Linked DNA regions of Mus musculus: all the other regions are linked to region 2. The links are chromatin contacts, called in public HiChIP or PLAC-seq and promoter capture Hi-C maps. All regions are on one chromosome and are shown on one strand. The core of a region is the stretch at or near the end of the contact, and the rest is flanking DNA. Distances in the headings are between cores, read along the strand shown.

Region 1 (3,468 bases), core at 10-2,509, 530 kb after region 2:
TATCAGGAAGTCTGTTTCTCATAGATGAAAGGACTTATGGCCCTGTCTAAAAATAGCAATGCCTTTCCACCAGTTCATCTCAGCTGGAGGTGGGATTAACCGGTAATTGTCTGGGGAAAGAGGCATTGATTGAATGGAGCTGCTTCTCCAGCAAGGCCCAGGTGGTGAGAGTTGAGTAGCATCATTCAGATAAGGCCCTGAAGCAGGCCACTTCTCTGTCTATTGGCTCTTCTGCAAAATGGTGTGGAGCTGTGGACAGACAAGATGCAGGCCTGTTCACAAGGTGAGAGGGCTACTGCTCAGACTGTTGGTGAGCTGCTGCGCCAACAGGAAAGCTGTTGACCTCTTAAAGCTCTACTGGCTGTTTCTGCCACGCCCCCAGGCACACAGCCTTGCAGAGCATTTGCCAGTAGAATTGGATGTGCTCAACTAGGAATGATTCTCCTGCCAGGAACCGGGTGAGAGGAGGTGGTAAGCACAAGGACGGTATGCCTCGCCTTGGCCACTAGTCACAGGGGAATTCTGGGTTTCCTGCCACTGTAGCTATAAGCTGGGACCTTCTCTTTCAGATGTTCCTGGAGCTGCATGCTCTCCTTAGAGAGAGAGAGAGAGAGAGAGAGAGAGAGAGAATGTGTGTGGGCAGGATGCAGAGTTAAGTAAGGTGTGCACTCGGATAGGACCAGGAAAAAACAAACAAAAGACAAAACAAAACAAAAAAACCAGAAGAAGCTTTTGTTAAAGTCTGTGAACCTCACTCATGCGGTAGGGGTCTCACCTCAGTCATTGGGCACCATTTGTAGATGGAGTTGTTGGTTACCTGAGACTTGCCCAGGCTCCTGTAGTACTAAGGGGCTCCTATCCACACATTTATTATAACAGCTAAAGTATTTGGGGGTTCCCTTGATGGCTGGGGTGATGGTCTGTGGCTTTGAAGTTTTTTTTTTTTAATCAATGGTCTTCTTATTGATTCATAAATGTCTTTTGAATAAACTACTCGTATACACCTGCTCCCATGCAAACCGATACACAAGCTCTAGCCCCTAGATTATGGCACAATTTGAAAGGGCTGTCTATAACAATAGTCTTCTACAGTGCTATTATTAATAAGCTGAAACAAACAGTGGGCTAAGAGCCTTTCACAGGGAAACGATAACCCACAGTTCACCCTTTCTTATACGGGCTGTCGGTGTGTGTCACTCACGATGGTAAAGCTACTTACTGCAATTATGTACTGAAAGGGCTGTACCTTTGGCACACAAACAATTTTCAAAAGTGTGTTTGAAATTACTGCACCAAAGTTAATACATGACCAGGCTGCCTGTCTAAGAATGTTGTGTAAACATTATAGAAAACGATCGCTATCTCATCTGTAGTTTAAAAACTGGGTCAACGAGTCTGCGGATAAAAGAAGATTGGAGCTTCAGTGCTCCCATGGACTGAGCCCTCGACTTCCAAACTCAGGGGGCTGCCCTGTAATCCTAATGGATTGATTTCCGAAATTCCTTGGATTTGTCCTGCTGAACTAGTCTAGTCTCTCGGGGGCTTAGCTGGATCCCTGTCGATAAATATTATGGTTTATACACAGTAATTCCACTCAGTCCAGCTGTAAACTTAAGTCTATTGTATTAACACAACACTGAAAGGAAACCTTGCTCTTCCAGGGACGCTGAGCCTGACTTTCAGACATGTTTAGAAAAATATACAGGGTTTTCTACTAGCTGGTTGGAGGCCCTTGGAGACAGGACCCTCCCTGGCCACCCATTGTCTGGAGTTTCGGCTTGCTCCTTCCAAATGGGCCAAATAAGGAGCTTCCCAGAGTGGTCATTAATGGGCCAGCTTTGGTGGGGGCTTTGTTCTTAACTGGGGGCTTTATCTTATCCCTGCTGGCTAAGCCCCTCCATGTACTCCTCACCTGTCATAACTGTCACGCATTTAATCCATCATTCGGGTCGACGGACGGCCTCTCCGATCGCACCACGGGATGGGCGGGTGAGGAGGAGGGGAAGAGCGGAGGGCGGAGTCCACTGAGGATGATTAGCAGGGTTTCATAAAGATTTTAAGTGAGATTTTAAACAAGTAGGCAGCTTGGCGGGAGAGAACCCTCTGCTTCATGGTTGGAACATAACAGCTAACATTTCAAAAGACAGCGAACGCAACAAAGTGTTTGCCTGAAGAATCTAAACTGAAATGGTAAAAAGGACCAGAGGACAGGCCCCTCCGCTCCTTTCCTACCTAAACTGCATAGAGACTGTCCTTTCTCTCTCAAAAACATTTTGGCACATTTTAGTGTGTGTGTGTGTGTGTGTGTTTGTATGTCTGTGTGTGTGTATGCCTCTGTGTCTGTATCTGTCTGTGTGTGTCTGTGTATGTCTGTGTGTGTCTGTGTGTCTGTCTGTGTGTCTGTCTGTCTGTGTGTCTGTGTCTTTGTGTGTCTGTGTGTCTTTGTGTATCTGTGTGTGTGTGTGTCTGTCTATGTCTGTCTGTGTGAGTGTCTGTGTGTCTTTGTGTATCTCTGTGTGTGTGTGTGTGTGTGTGTGTGTGTGTGTGTGTGTGTGTGTATGGTCACTCATATAATGACACTCATGTAGAAGTCAGGACAACCTCTAGGAGTAAGCTATCTTTCCACCACGTGGGTTGTAGGAGGCTTAAGCTCAAACCTGATGGGGAATTCTTTATGCATAGAGTTATGTTCAATCTTTGACAAAAATACAGAAAGAAAAAAAAGTAGCATTTTTACCACCTACGTATAATAGATAATTTATATGTTTGTATTTGTCACCTAATTCCTATGGAGATGCAAACATGTATTTTCCAACAAAAAATTATTATGGTGATATTGATGAGTCTACATATTTTCACCATTATATATCTGCAAAGTTGATTTTTTTGTTGTTTTTTTTTACATTTAACTTTGCTTTTTATGGGCATTTTGCCTGAATGTGTGTCTATAGCCATTGGTTCTGAGCCACCATGTGGGTACTGAGAATTGAACCTGGTCCTCTGAAAGAGGAACCAGTGTTCTTAACCACTAAGCCATCTCTCCAGCTCCCCAACTGACATTTATGATAAGGCTGTGTTTACGGTGAAGTACTTGAGTCAGCTCTTGAGCACAGTTTGTGTGCTAGGCATTGTTCTCAATGCTTCATATGAATTACAGTTCCCGGCCCCCAAAACCTTGTCAGGAGCTGAGCGCTGTCATTTCCATTCTGTTAACAACAAAGGAAAAGGGAAGAAGGGAAGAAGTTGCCTGGATGCAGGCCGTGCAGAACCAGGAGAATTAAGATCTTACCAGGCAAGATGGCCTCACAGCCATGTCTTTTTGCCATTATTCCCAAAGAGTCATAATGTACCTAGTCTAAAAACTACATTCAGAGATGCTGGGATGGTCCGGCAGATGAACTCACCTGCTGCCAAGGCTGATGGCCCTGGGACTCATCCCGTGGAGGGAGAGGCCGGACTTCTGTAGGA
Region 2 (3,315 bases), core at 626-3,125:
AGAATAAATTATCAATTATAAAACATCATAGTACTCCCAGAGTGTATCTTTGTCAGGAACACATTAATATTGTACTCAATTCATTTTATCATTGTGGAAATCATTGAGTAAAATCATGGTGGAAAGTTATTTGGAAATATGTGTAAGGTTGAACTGTCAGAAGGAAAGAATTAATTAAGAGTGAAGAAGGAAAAAAAACATGCTTACATAGTCTTCCTATCTTTGTCTGGATCTTCTATTTTGTAAATTTTCATTGTTACTTTCAGCCAGCAGGTTCCTCTGTGGTCGTTATCATTTATTATCGCTTAGCACTCCTGTTTCAACACTGTAGTGAGATAGTGAAATGAGATTCGGGACAGTGCATACCAAAATGCAGAGTAATTTGAAATCTTTCCAAAATCAAGTAGAAATTAGTTGTGGGCTATCAGTGTGGGGAGGACACAGACTAGCAGCTAACTGAGAGCCACCTGTGCACATGTGCACAGCACACACGTGTCTCTGTGCTTCCGAGAAGGCAGGGAAGCATCCAAAATTAGCCCGCTGCTTCTGGTATTTGACTGACATCACTGACTACAATGGCAACTGGTGTTACTTAACGAGGTGTGGACCTGCTCAGTCAAGTTCAGCTGAGGGCTTACTTCAGTGGTGGTATGGCTTGCCTCCAAAGCACGTTCATGAGCGGACATTATTATTTCTCCCTGCATGTCTCAACCTATAGTGGGCTCAAAATGTGACTATCAACTAATGGAAATTCAGTTTATAAACATCCCCCTAGACACACACACACACACACACACACACACACACACAACTTTCAACTTGACACACCCACCACCACCACCACCACCACCACCACCACCACCACCACCACTACCACATGTATTCTAGTCCTCTCTGGGCTAACCAGGTTCCATAGGAAATCAAAGAGAATCCTAAAACATTAAAGTATGGGGGTTATTAGTGAGTGTCTTTATTTTCAATGTGCTTGTGTTCCTCAGACAGCTTGGGGCACCTGGCTGTCCTGTTAACTAGCATACTGAATTTTATGTAGGACGTCCTTGAAAGGCACTTTCACCTAACTCTTTGGCAGCCCCAGTCAGGTGGATGGCCTAATTTTTCCTGACTTTCACTTTGATAGATATAGTTTTGAAGGCTTACCTCCTCTTCCTCCTTCTCCTCTTCCCTTTTCAAATTCATGTGTCAAGCATGTCCCAACTGCTTTGCCCTTGCCTAGCTGCCTGTGGAGGGGAGATGGAAATTTCACATTTGAACCACATTGCCAGGAGCTCCTAATGAAGGGGCCCTGAAAGCTGCTGGCCCAGAGCCAAGTAGGCGCAGGCAGGAAGGGCAGTGTGGTCCTCAGGGGCTGGGGAGAGGGCATAGAGACATCAGCCACTCAGGTTCTGCGTGTCCCTTAGAGGAGACACAACACGTTCAGATGTAATATTTAAAATGCTGCCTTCTTAATTTCAAAGAAACCGTTTGGTAGCCTGTTAATCCCAATGCTTAAAATAATGACGCAATGCATTTGCTTTAGTTTAGACAAAACTCTCTTTAAGTGGCCTACTTTCATTTTCATCTGCACGAACAGTTTGTGGTTGTAATATTTGAGGTTTTAAAATTGTCTTAGTAAGGGAATACAGGTTTTTTTTTTTTTAAACCTGGCAAGCTTTTTTTCCCTCTAAATACCTTCACCTTGTTCTTATGACTCAAAGACTTACTTTCTCAGCCATGAAAGCTTCTTACAGACTCTGGCAAAGGGAAAGATAAACAGAAAACAGAAAAGGTGGCAAGCTTTGCAGAGTGTCAGATGCCCTGTACAGCTTGCCTTTTGTAAACTTCAATCATGGTGGTGTCTGTCTGAGAAGGAAAGACCAGGGAGTCCGCAGCTGAGGAGCCGAGTGTGCTGACACAGGATCACGTGCCACCTGACAGGGGACTGCTAATGGGTAGTGTGGGTTCTCTCTTTACCCCTCAGACTTCTCTTACATGATCACAGTGAGGCTGGAAGGTGAAGGCTAGGACAGATAGATTAATATGACAGCTTTTCTCCACAGTGAAGTCATTTGTTAAATAAAATCTCTGGGAAAGCTGACATCATAAAAGAAGTTAGATAGCTCCGGGAGGCAGTCACCACCCTCGATATCCTTGAACTCCAGAGACTTAATGATCTTCAAATAAGTAGTATTTAAACAAATCCCTTTTCAAATGAAGCAAAGGTCTGTTTATTTAATAATCACCATAAACTTTAAGTGGCAGAGAAAACTCCCTTGAATTGATATTTTGTAACAACTGTGTATACTGAGTAGGTGTTTGACTCCTAAAAGTTAAAGGTATTTCTGTTGTTGTGGTTAAATTCTGAATTTTACTGGCTAATCTGTGGGGATAAAAAAAAATAATTACTACTATGTTCAAATTTTGAGCATAAGTGGCCTTTTGTACATTCACATGGAGGGAAGTGGTGAGAGCGAGTTGTTCATCCCTGCAGCTGATGAGGACTGTGTGCACCCATATGCCCTCAAGGTATAAGCAGGACACCCACCACACCTTTATTCTAGTGCACAATGCACAGGGAAGCCTGTGACTCTGGAGGTTAGCATCTGCTCTGTGAGATGCCCTAGACATGGCTTGATGACTCTGTGGGGCTTTTCTATGCAGTCTCTGAAGTCAGACCACTCTGAGGCACATCTATGACAATGTGGTTGGTTTTTGTCTATGTGCAGATTCCTGTGTAGTTGGATTTGTTTGTTTGTTTGTTTGTTTTTTATGGGATTCTTTGAGAATTCAGAAACACACACACACACACACACACACACACACACTATAGATCTTTCTTGTTAGGGAGTTCCACAAACACCCTGAAGCCTGCATGACAACCCCTGATGCACATTCTTATACTTTAATTAATGAACTCATCGTGGATTATTTCTTTAATAGCCTTTCCAGGCTGTCTGCATTTTATTGCCACTTTTTGTCAAAGGAAACATTATTTTAAAAACAATTGAGCAGAATGAGAGTTTTTGAAAGGATGGAAGAAGAAACAAAGAAACAAACTTAAAATCCCAGCAGCTCCTGAGATTCAGTCCCCTTAGAAAACAAACACACTCTCTAGCAAGTGAAATGAGTCAGCACACTCTGTCTATGCTAATTTAAGAAAGGAAAATAAATTCTGAGTTCAGAACAGTACACCCCACTTTTCTAGGCGTTTCTGTCTCATTCTTCATTGAAGTTCTGATCTCTCCTGCATGATGGCCTCCGGCCTGCTGGTCTACCTACAGCTAGCTCCTCTTATCACAACACAGCACATTCTTATCT
Region 3 (3,272 bases), core at 703-3,202, 570 kb after region 2:
AAGAAAGGAAGAAACAAAGAGTGTCCCACCTTGCAGTTCCCAGGAATCATGAACAGCAATGAAACAAAGAGTTCCCCTGGCCCTGTTAGAGAACCCCCAACCAGTGCAGGAGGTACTCAGGAAGAAGGGTGGCCTCTGCCCTCCCCTCTCCCATCAGTATCAGCACAGTGACCCTGAGTTCAAGTTCCCACCCATACAGGTTAAGGAAGTATGGAACATCAGCAACTTCTATGTAAACCTTTGTCATCCAGTAACACATAACCTACTATCAATAACCTAACCTGAAGATTAATAGCAAGGTCACCTAACTTTCTTCCACATGTCTCGGGCCCATAGTCTAGGAATACATTCAAGGAAGAAACTGAATGTAAGTCCCTACTCACAGGGGACACACTGTGTACTCATAATAAAGAGCACTAGTCTTAGGTCTGCCCATCACTCCCCCCATTCACCCTGATTTTCCGACCCTTAGAATGAGGAGCCACTCCTGGATTGTTTCTGGCAATCTTGGAAGTAACATACCTTTGCTATGCTAAGACTCCATGATTTCCTGTTGTCCTTGGAAACCAGGTTGCTGCATAAGTGCCTAGAGATCAGAGAGTAGAGGGAACCCAGAATGGGGGGGCAAATTAGTGTGGAACCAGCCATTGTGTCTTCTTTGGCCAAGGACAGTGAGCTTGCAGGTCCTGCTGACTTGTGAGAACTATGTGCTTTAATACACTCACCTGAAAGAAACCTACATTTCTTAAAAAATAGGAATAGTGAGTATGCTTAAGTTAAATTCTTGCTGGACTCCAAAACCAGAATCCTGTAATTGCTCTTGTTTTTCCTTTTTCTTCTTTGTCCTTTCCCTCCTTCTTTTGTGCTTTGCTGTTGCTGTTGCTTTTTTGTTTGTTTTTGTTTAAGCAAAATCATATTTACAAGACAAGTAAAAAAAGATTTTAAGTTTATTGTCACAAAAAGGAGCAAGGTACAGAAACACTGGCAACTGAGGAAGCCCTGAGAACACAGTAAGGAGACCCCTAAGGGGACAGTGAAAGGGACCTTTTCAGTTAGTGAGGCCACTGAGGCCTCTATACCACTTTAACGGTTTAAAGTTTTAAAAGGGGGAATAAGGACAAATTGAGCTTAGAGAGGGAGAGGAGGAGGAGCAGGAGAAGAGGAGAAGGAAGAAGAGGAGGAGGAGGGGGGGAGAAGTGGGGGAGGGGGAGGAGGAGGAGGAGGAGGGAAAGGTTAAAGCCAAGACAGAAACTGTGAGTAGATAGATGTGAAAGGGGCTGAAAACGAGTGAAAAGTGAAAAATTGCCTTATGAATAAACCGTTGAAAGACGGTGACTGAAAAAGCAAGCGTGCTTCCAGTAATTTCTGAATCACGAGCTGTAGCAGAGAGGCTGGCCTGAGCAGCCCGACCCCCTAACCTCCACTGCTGCACTGGGCTCGGCGGGCCTGTGGGCGGACAGTTTTCTACTTGACTGTTCAGTTTCGTTGTGATTGCCTCCAGCACAGATGATGTGGGCCATTTTACCACCCTGATCACCAAAAAACATGCCTGGTCATCTCTCCAACCTGCTGGCACGACAGGTAGGTGATAGTCCAGCGGCACCCGATGGGACGAGCCAAGGGACGAGGGCAGAGCCATAAAGAAGACACAAAGGAGTTCAGGAGACCCAAAGCCATGGCCTGTCCCTGTCTTGCCGGAAGTGACATGGCTTCGTGTCCAGTGTTCCTTTTCATTCCTGGTGGTATGTTCCCTGGTGAAGCCAGGTTGGCCTGGCCTCAAGTCCTGTCTGTGTTGACAGCCACCACATGACCTTTCCCTGAACACCTTTGGGCTCAGGTGTAGCAAGGAAGATGCCAATCATAGCAGGCTTCCCTCCTCCACCCCTTTGCATAGTTGGGGAAGTAAGTACGGGAGCACCAGGAAGTAGACCGGTTCTACCAGTGTGAGTCTGCCCTCCTGTGAGCCTGCATGACTAGGGATGTTAAAGGAGGCACTCAAGTACACACCAGCCAGGCCTGGTGTGGTGGAAAATGGCCAGACGACACAGCCAGTTCCCCACTGTGGGGCTGTCCCCACACTTACATTTCTAAATGTAGTCCACACTCAGTAATGCATACATCGAAGAGGTGGGAAGCAGGTGGCCACCTATCCCAAGCTTAGTTGTAGGGATGTGTTTTCTGTCCAGTGACTGGTGGGCATCCTCCCTCCATGAGCACACCCTTAGGACAGGCTGAAGGAAGCAGGTGCCTCTCTAGTGACCTAGGGACGAGGGAAACTAGGCCAAGGGGACATTTGACCTAGATGACCCAAGGAACTACTAACCAATGCGTGCAGCAGGGTGGATAACCAAAACATGAGTCGGCTCCTAATGCACTTGTCTCATTAATAACCACCCTGTGAATGTAGTCCTGTCCACAGGCCAAAGAGGCAGAGGCTTTCCTAAAACCTCCCCAGGGACCTTGGCATTTTTTGGATTGTAGAGGTCCTTTGCTTTGGCTAGTGGGGGGCTTTAAGACAGTGTCCTTTCCTCCCAGGGGTTTCCCATGAAGGAGGTGACGACGGTGTTGGACTTGGAGTATCTCCAGCCCAGAGATTCGGAGACGGTCAAGGGAGATGCCCAAGATGTTTAACAACTTCATGCCGGAACTGGAAACTGATTCTGCTCCCGATGTTAGCAGATTAGACACTGCTCTTATTGCCAGCTGGGCAGAACCCCAAGGAGCTGCTGCTATTGTTCATACTTTTGGGCACGTTTGCCAAACGTGAGCACCTTACAGCACAAAACTTAGCTCTGTTGTTGTTGTTGTTGTTGTTGTGAGAACTGAGCCAGGGTCCTTGTGCTCAGTAGGTGAGTGCTCTGCCACTGAGCTGTATCCCAAGCCAAATGGCCTGAACTCTTAACCAGTCATTAAATCATGTTAGGAAGAAACAGACAGAGAGTCCTGGAGAAGCACGGCCTGCCACAGTCTGCTGTGGTTCTGAACCACCTTTCACTCACTCTATGGATGGCGGGTCCTCTGTGAGGTACCACAGGGAGATTGTATTTTTGCTGCTTTTGCACACAGGCAGGCGTCACATCAACTGCTTCAGAGAAGAAAGTGGAGTATCAAGTTAACCCGTCCCTCAGAGGATAATGCCTCAGATACTGAGTAGTAGACATGGTGTGCATATTTGCTGTTTAGAAAAAAAGAGGGGGCAGGGTGTTTATAGATCCTTCCACTTTTGATCATGGAACCTGGATGCTCTCCACAGCAGAGGGAAGACATGTGAT

The links. Promoter capture Hi-C pulls out the DNA fragments that hold promoters and counts their contacts. HiChIP or PLAC-seq counts read pairs in DNA pulled down with a chosen protein or histone mark.
Region 1: a promoter capture Hi-C map of the C10 cell line shows a contact between it and region 2. The contact joins two enhancer-like sites. A contact is called at or near these places in 19 of 39 promoter capture datasets (the 3T3-L1 cell line, 3T3-L1-derived adipocytes, the C10 cell line and 13 more), 51 of 484 Hi-C or Micro-C datasets (B cells, the C10 cell line, ECoMG myeloid progenitors and 30 more) and 17 of 115 datasets of contacts at active chromatin or transcription factors (CD8 T cells, bone marrow-derived dendritic cells, bone marrow-derived macrophages and 14 more).
Region 3: an H3K4me3 HiChIP or PLAC-seq map of bone marrow-derived macrophages shows a contact between it and region 2, with 8 times the contacts expected there. The contact joins two enhancer-like sites. A contact is called at or near these places in 9 of 39 promoter capture datasets (the C10 cell line, cranial neural crest, embryonic stem cells and 6 more), 8 of 484 Hi-C or Micro-C datasets (bone marrow-derived macrophages, embryonic stem cells, liver and 3 more), 17 of 115 datasets of contacts at active chromatin or transcription factors (bone marrow-derived macrophages, effector CD8 T cells, embryonic basal ganglia and 14 more) and 1 of 9 other capture datasets (embryonic stem cells).

What each region holds. Positions count from the first base shown.
Region 1 is chr10:44,475,147-44,478,614 of GRCm38.p6, reverse strand. It overlaps a transcript of Prdm1 not described here. Among named protein-coding and RNA genes, the nearest start is that of Prdm1, 18 kb to the right of the region's middle. Within about 2 kb of position 1,259, at least 10 of the 459 cell types and tissues checked have an H3K27ac peak or open chromatin away from gene starts, as enhancers often do.
Region 2 is chr10:45,001,456-45,004,770 of GRCm38.p6, reverse strand. No RefSeq gene overlaps it. Among named protein-coding and RNA genes, the nearest start is that of Gm40639, 21 kb to the left of the region's middle. Within about 2 kb of position 1,875, at least 85 of the 459 cell types and tissues checked have an H3K27ac peak or open chromatin away from gene starts, as enhancers often do.
Region 3 is chr10:44,430,556-44,433,827 of GRCm38.p6, reverse strand. No RefSeq gene overlaps it. Among named protein-coding and RNA genes, the nearest start is that of Gm35028, 4.2 kb to the right of the region's middle. Within about 2 kb of position 1,952, at least 17 of the 459 cell types and tissues checked have an H3K27ac peak or open chromatin away from gene starts, as enhancers often do.